Regions from separate parts of the Hordeum vulgare genome. Here region 1 is linked to region 2. A link is a contact called in public Hi-C data. All regions are on one chromosome and are shown on one strand. The core of a region is the stretch at or near the end of the contact, and the rest is flanking DNA. Distances in the headings are between cores, read along the strand shown.

What was found. A called contact is a pair of places that touch in the nucleus more often than the background predicts.
Region 1: a contact with region 2 is called in a Hi-C map of an unstated tissue, with 6 times the contacts expected there. The contact joins the enhancer-like site here to the promoter of LOC123395698 in region 2. A contact is called at or near these places in 2 of 6 Hi-C or Micro-C datasets (seedling and an unstated tissue).

Annotation. Positions count from the first base shown.
Region 1 is chr5H:5,142,224-5,145,893 of MorexV3_pseudomolecules_assembly, forward strand. No RefSeq gene overlaps it. Among protein-coding and RNA genes, the nearest start is that of LOC123399153, 17 kb to the right of the region's middle. Within about 2 kb of position 1,843, at least 3 of the 3 cell types and tissues checked have open chromatin away from gene starts, as enhancers often do. A contact at or near this core is called in seedling, where this site is marked.
Region 2 is chr5H:5,023,394-5,027,004 of MorexV3_pseudomolecules_assembly, forward strand. It overlaps LOC123395698 (bromodomain and WD repeat-containing protein 3), which reads right to left and starts at 1,609. Exons shown (of 24, transcript XM_045090732.1): 1 at 1,274-1,609; 2 at 531-605. The coding sequence starts at 1,594.

The sequences.
Region 1 (3,670 bases), core at 593-3,092, 120 kb after region 2:
AACCCTTGCCACCAAGCCCCGAGAATCATGGTTAAGTTAGTTACAGCAATGCTTCAGTAGACGGGGATTGGTATGAGTGTTTCATGTGACATGTGAGTGTGATAATAATATCTAGATCAACCTCAACACTACAAGACTTCAAGATTTTAACACTTCTCTTGGTGGATTGCCTCCCATATGAGGGGATCCTAGGGATTGGCTAGCGATCACCTTGTTCTACACATTCAAGAGGGGATCCTAAGGATTGACTAGTAATCATCTGGTTCTACAGACTCAAGAGGGGATCCTAGGGATTGACTAGTGATCATCCAGTTCTACAGACTCAAGAGGGGATCCTGGGGATTGACGAGTAACCACCCAGTTTTACGAGGGTATCCAGGGGATTGGCCAGTGATCACCCAGTTTTATGGAATGCCACCCAGTCTTAAAGAGATTGATGGATCTTTCAAGACCAGAAGCTTCCATGTGCAGCCACAAGCTATTATGGGCTCTAGCATAGTTGAATACTCCGAAAAGACTGTGTCTCGGTCGTCCAGTTCTCAAACACCATGTAGTGCAAGGACTTCAAGGGAAGCGATTTAGTCTTGCGAAAAAAGTGTGCAAACCTCTGAGAGTGTTAAACTAATCAATTAGGCGTGTCCTCGGTTATGGACAATTTGAGTGACTAGAACTCCATTATCTGGATAATCTCAACAATTAATACATTAAATGAATTTGGTTGGTGCAACCATCTCATTAGTGACAACAACTTTGTAGTAAGTTTTGATTAATTTTCAGTTAGGAAAAAACCAGCTTTTATGCAAAAACTCAGACATAAAGCCTCCACTCCTACATTGCATATAGTGATATACTTATTTTCATCTGACTTCGTATGTGATCTTGCGAGTAGATTTAATATACTAACCTACATGGCTACAATGTCTTATGATGCAGATATTTCCACGATAAGTAAGAGTACAATATACGGGTACGATCTACACTCAACTTGACGTTGGCGTTGATGGGACTCCACACCCCTATTGTTATGTTCCCGCTTTGATAAATAAGGCATACTCTAGATCTACGGTATTTATTTTACATGTGATCCTATGATATTTCATCGAAGTACTGTGTGTACCATCATATTGATCTAGGGATTGGAGGCAAAGCACAAAGACTTGACCATATTGGGTCGGGTCGCTATAGCCTCCAAGTGCAGAGTTTTATAGGACAACAACACATTTCCTACAAGTGGATGACCTAAGGTTTATCAATACATGGGAGGTGAAGGATGAAGATGGTCACTCCCAATCAACCCTGCAATCAAATACAAGAAATATCTTGTGTCCCCAACACACCCAATACAATGGTAAATTGTATAGGTGCACTAGTACGGTGAAGAGATATTGATCATACAAGTGTAGTATGGTTAGTATTAATAGATTTTTGTAATCTGAATAAATCAAAACAACAAGATAGCAAGTGGCAAACAACGAGCAAAAAGTTGTATAAATGCTTGGGAATAAGAAATAGGGTTCGTACTTTCACTAGTGCAATCCCTCAACAATGCTAACATAGTAGGATCATATGATCATTCCTCAACGTGCAACAAACTAGCACTCCAAAGTTTGGATCGGTGTGGACAAAAGTGGAGGCCCAGCGCACCTACCCAAACCCAAAACGCTTCCGCTTCACACGTCCGCGCTGACCCATTTCTGACGCAAATTTGGGTTGCAGGCGGATACAAAAACGGACGTTTTCTGTATGTGCGTTGTCCGCCCGTGTCCGGCGTGATCCACTTATCACCCATCCATCTACCCACATTTCTATACTTATTTAATTTACTGGCCCACCCTCAACCACATCTCTTCTTGTAAATGTTGTCCCTTTAGGTGGGATCGCGTTGGAGTTGCTCGAGTTGCTCTCAAGTTTAGTTACACCCCTGCCTGCCAGCCAGCCAGCTGTTTGTCTCAAAAAAAAAAAAAAACAGCCAGCTTGTACTTAGGCCATCGATCTATATGCACGGACCCAGGTATTAAAGGGGGGCGTGCCATCCACGTGAACGTGTCCGTCCGGTTCATGTGTCAATGTCCATGTCACTGTATTTTTTTCTCCTTTTTTGATTATGTCCGTGTCACTGTAAGGCTGCAGTACACACGACTGCACTATATGCGTCCATATTCTCTCCACGTATAGTACAGTATATGTGTAATGTTGGCAGCATTGTTTTAGTTTTGCCTGACTGATTCCAGCCGCAAGTGTGCGTGGCCCGCCCGTTATGCACGGCAGCTACGTACGCCCCCACCACCTTTTGATCCATCGACGGTGACTTGTCATCAGTTTTTTTTAGTCTGAGAGGCCACTCCAATCAAGCATGCATGCGTGCATGCATGTGGTGACGGCCGGTACTCCACTGTCCACTGCTGATTCTCTAGAAATTTTCATCTAGAAAATGTGACGATCAAATCTCATCAACTAGGATTTTCCACTGCTGATTCTGTTGTTCGTAGAACGAACGATTGACGTGAGATGGCATGCATTTCTAACGGCCGTGTCAGTGTCACGATCGATGTTTTGTCAACTTGGACGCTGGCTGGCCGTGGCCGATGTCTCTCTTGAACCGTGGTCACATTTTTTAACTGCGGCCGCAATTTGTACAGCTCCCACGCGTATAACACCTTTGATCGCGTCCAGCTCAGCTGCCACGTGATTCGGGGTTTTGAGGGCACGTTACGTTACGTTACGTACGCGGTGCCATTTTGACGACGTCGACGTGCACCAGTCACGTATACCAGTGCGTGATTTCCTTCTAAGGCTGCATTGGATGAAGACTGTGGTTATGTTAATTAGTTACTCCCTCCGTTCTTAAATATAGGTCTTTTTAAATGTTGTACTAGTGGACTACATACGAAACAAAATGAGTGAATCTATGTTTTAAATATGTCTATGTACATTCATATGTAGTCCTTTAATGAAATCTTTAAAACTACTTATATTTAGGAACGGAGGGAGTATATAGTGGCCCTCAAGAAAACAGTACATGCTCCAGGATGCCGATGATGCACCGTTGAGAGTATGCTCCAGTCTCGATTTACTTTACTAAGCACCACTCTATGTACCCTACATTGAACAAGGCATGAGGAGATCGATGTCGTCATCACTTAGCACACGTTTCTGATTAAGCTTTAACCGCCATATAGTCTATAAAACGACAAGACTATTGGTATAGTCTATAATCCCATTATTATTTTCAACTATTGAATGACTGAATGTATGCATGCATGAGGAGCTAGACCAACAGTGTCTCACCTGCACACACACACACACCTAATCCCGGGCCATGACCATGTACTGCAGCGCTAGCTAGCTCGATCTCCGGAGAAACGGACACACAAAGACATGACACATACATACACACCGACACACATGCACTGCTGAGTGTGCTGATCTGACATCCCCAGCTCGATCTACAAACTTTCCCCGTGTCCCAGAGATATATAGTGCCTTGTCCAAAAATACCCATATATAGAAATGGATCTATCTCTATGTGACGCATGCATGTGTGGTAGTAGTACTATCCCTGTTGGTTCATCTTTTGACATACTCCCTCCGTTCTTAAATATAAGTCTTTTAAGATATTTCACTAAAGGTCTACATACGGAGCAAAATGAGTGAATCTATAGTCTAAAGT
Region 2 (3,611 bases), core at 359-2,858:
CATTTGCATGTCTTGGGTGGTGTTTCTGTTGAAAAGATGATACTGTTTAAAGAATCGAGTGGTGCTACATGCAAGCTATGTTTTTTTTTTTGAGTGGTGCTACATGCAAGCTATGTTTGTCAAGAGGAGGGGCGGGGGTCTAATTTTTGATAGCTTTATCAATAGACCAGCTATTGTCAGCACGAGAATTTCAACTTTTACATGCAAGTATGGCTCAGAGTTACCTAAAGTCAGTGTGAAGCAAGCACACAAACGCATATCAGTGATGTACAAAATATTACCAACACTAGAAAATTATAGTGTGGACCTTGGACACGGTAGAATGTTCTAATCAGCTATCACATTATACTTGAATTATCATCCTTTTCTTTAAGCAAACAGACACGCTAAAATGCACCGATACAGATACGTGTATCAGCATCGGGCTGATACGGATACGTAAATTCGCTTTGGAAAAGCGGCAATACGGAGATGCGCTTTACTATTTTTCAAATTAAAAAAATGTATAGAAGCTAGGAACAGCAGATTACCTTCTTGTTTGTTCTACTGTGGATGCCGAAGCAGCTCCAAGCCCTCCAATTGACAACGTTGATGCCCTGTTCCAACTGCAAGTTCCAAAGGGATGGGATTAGACTTTTAGCGAGTGTAAAATGAATATGGAGCAGCAAATCAAATCATTAGTTAGTTGTACATCTACCATGGCATAACACGGAAGGTGGAACCTGAAGATCAATCAATCAGCCAAAACGAAAAAAAAGGAGAAACAGTCACTTTAAACGGCAACATGTTAGGCCCAGCCGTTGAAATCGAAAACAACGCAGCGCGACAGTACCACCACATTCCCAATCATGAACAAGATTCGGGACATCTATCAGGCCAACAACACCATCAGTAGTACCAATGCGCTCATAACTTCGGCCATCGCCTGATCATATATCGTTGGCCATCGCCTGTTCGGCTGCTAACATGTTTAAACCGGAAACATTTGCTCGTCTGAAGAAGGAAGAAGGAAATCAGACTAGGATTTGTACGCATTTGCCCCTGCAAGCATTATCGCAAACAACTACCGGGCAAAACCCGTCCGCGTGTGGATGAACCTGAACGCGCGCTGGGGAAACCACGCGGCGAGCACTCGGTCGGGAAATAACCGTCGTTGTATTCTCGCAATTTATACCAAATCTACAGCGAGGCGGAAAAACAGGAGACGGAATTGAACGAACTGAGGATGCAGGAGGAGCGAGGGAGGGAGGGAGGGGGAGGGGTGGCTGCCTGCCTGTGGACTGGTCGGCGGCGTGGCTCCGGGCGGGAGCGGCGGCGTGGCTCCGGGGAGGGAGGCGCTGGTGGTGGTATGGACGGAGGGAGGCGCCGCCGGGATCCTGTACCGGCGGCGGGGCCGCGGGGGGGGTTGGGCGCGCCGGCCAGGAACCCTAGCTAGCTGCGGCGCTCGGGATGGGCTCTGGTGGTTCGCTCGGGACGGAGGCTCGGTTGAGGGGAATAGGACGGCTGCAATTACTTTTTCTTTTTTTCTTCTGTTGGGGGAATTACTAGTTGCTGCATCGGGGGCTCGAACCGCCCACCTCGGGCCTGTCCGCATGCCACTTGTTTATCTGACGCGATACGTGTCAGGTACTACTTTCCTCTTTCACTCTCATCTACCATCACAAAATGACTGCGGTGAGATTTGGTGTAATGCTCATAGAAAAGGAAGGTACTATCCCCAACCACTCTTAAGCTTGGGGAAATCATAAAGGCATGAATCCTGGAGCTATTGGAGACGGTATATGTTTATCGTTGAGTTTGCAACGAAGGCGGAATAAAGATCGGGTCGAAGCGGGAGCTTGGAATAAATGTCAAAAGCGACACTTTTGGTCAGATCTTAAGCTTGGGGAAGCGGGAGCTATTGGAGACGGTATGTTTATTGCTGAGTTCGCGAGTAAGGCGGAATAAAGATCGGGTCGAAGCGGGATCTCCATGGACCGTTGGCAAGCATGCGGTGCTCGTTAACAATTTGGATGCTGGGCGGCGGCTATCGGATGTTTGCCTCGACAAATTAACTGTCTGGGCTCGCATAAAAAACCCACGGTTTGAACTGATGAACAGATTTGGGGGGACAAAAACTTGGAGCAAAGTTAGGAACGGCGAAGACTGTTGATGTGGCTGGCCGGGGTAGAGCTTTGGGGGGGCTGTTTGCGAGTCAGAGTGACCGTGGATATCTCCAAACCTTTGTTAAGGTGGGTTACGGCTTATTTTAAAAAAGCACCAAGAGTATGACACTTATGAGGTAGTATATGAGAGTCTCCCACGTTATTGCTTCTCGTGAGGTAGTATATGAGAGTCTCCCACGTTACTGCTTCTCATGTGGCCTGTTGGGGCACTCTTCTATGGAATGCTCAACGTCGCGTAAGAGGGATGCATAGGGTTAGCTACCTTGTAATGCTGGTAGGTTGTGTGTCAAGGACGATAAGAAAAGGAGTTTTGCAGGTTTCAAATCATTGCAAAGTTCACAATCAAGTGGCGGGGTGTTCACACTGTGATGACAAAAAGGGGAATCCCATCTCCATGATAAAGCTAAGATTGTCGAACCAAAAGCTGATAAAACTGCAAGAGGAATATGTGGTCACGTCTCCCATGAAGCTGACGGTTCATAATCAGAAATTAAAGGATAAGGTGGATCAAGGCATGTTGTGTAAGGAACTTTCTTCTTCAGGAGCTACATATAGTCGTGTTGTTGGGCAAAAAAGGAAGCAAATAAAGGTATATAGGCCCAAATGTTCTGCCACAAACACAGAACTGAAGGTGGAGCTAGACAACAATAGTAAGGCCATTGTCTTAGGTGGAAATGGTCTGAAGACAAGTGAACCAGGTACAAATTTTGGTCAGATGTATGTACAAGGGAACAGTAAATCTTATAAGAAGCGGAAGAAAGAACTAACCTTTATTCCCTCTATATCAGCGGATCAGGCGGAGGCTGTAGTGGAGCAGCCCCGCCATGCGCAATGAATTTGCTCTGTTGGAACTATCGTGACCAAGGGCGGACACGGCAGTTGGCGAGTGAAAGCACAATTGTTCCCTAAGGTGGTTTTGGTAATTAATCACAACATATGCATCATTTGGACTAATGAGTTTATTCAAGTACATTTCAGAAAAGTTCAAAGATGCTTTGCTATAGGATTGTGTGGAGATACCCCTTTGATGAAGGAAGAAATAGGATTGGCTAAAGCTTCAAGCAAGAAGACTCTTCATTTTACACTTTGTGAGAAATCACATTTGAGTCCATAGAAAAGTTAGTATTATTAAAAAGGGATGAGGTATTATAATGAATGGTTGCTCAAGTGCTTAGAGATAGCCACCAAAAATACATAGCCACTTTCCCACAAAACATATCTGTCCCGAGACAAATATGCAAAATCGGTGCCACCAACAATTCCCACTTAGCTATACGATTTTACACTTAGACAGATCCTATGCCAAAACCACCATCTTGGTACAACCAACATTCCTATCGGTGCCACCGAGATTGGGTGACCAACTTTCGGTTAAGCTAATTTCAAGTTTCAAAATTTTCGAGTTTGAAGTCGGTCTCGACGAGTTTGGAAATCCAGTCTGGGTCA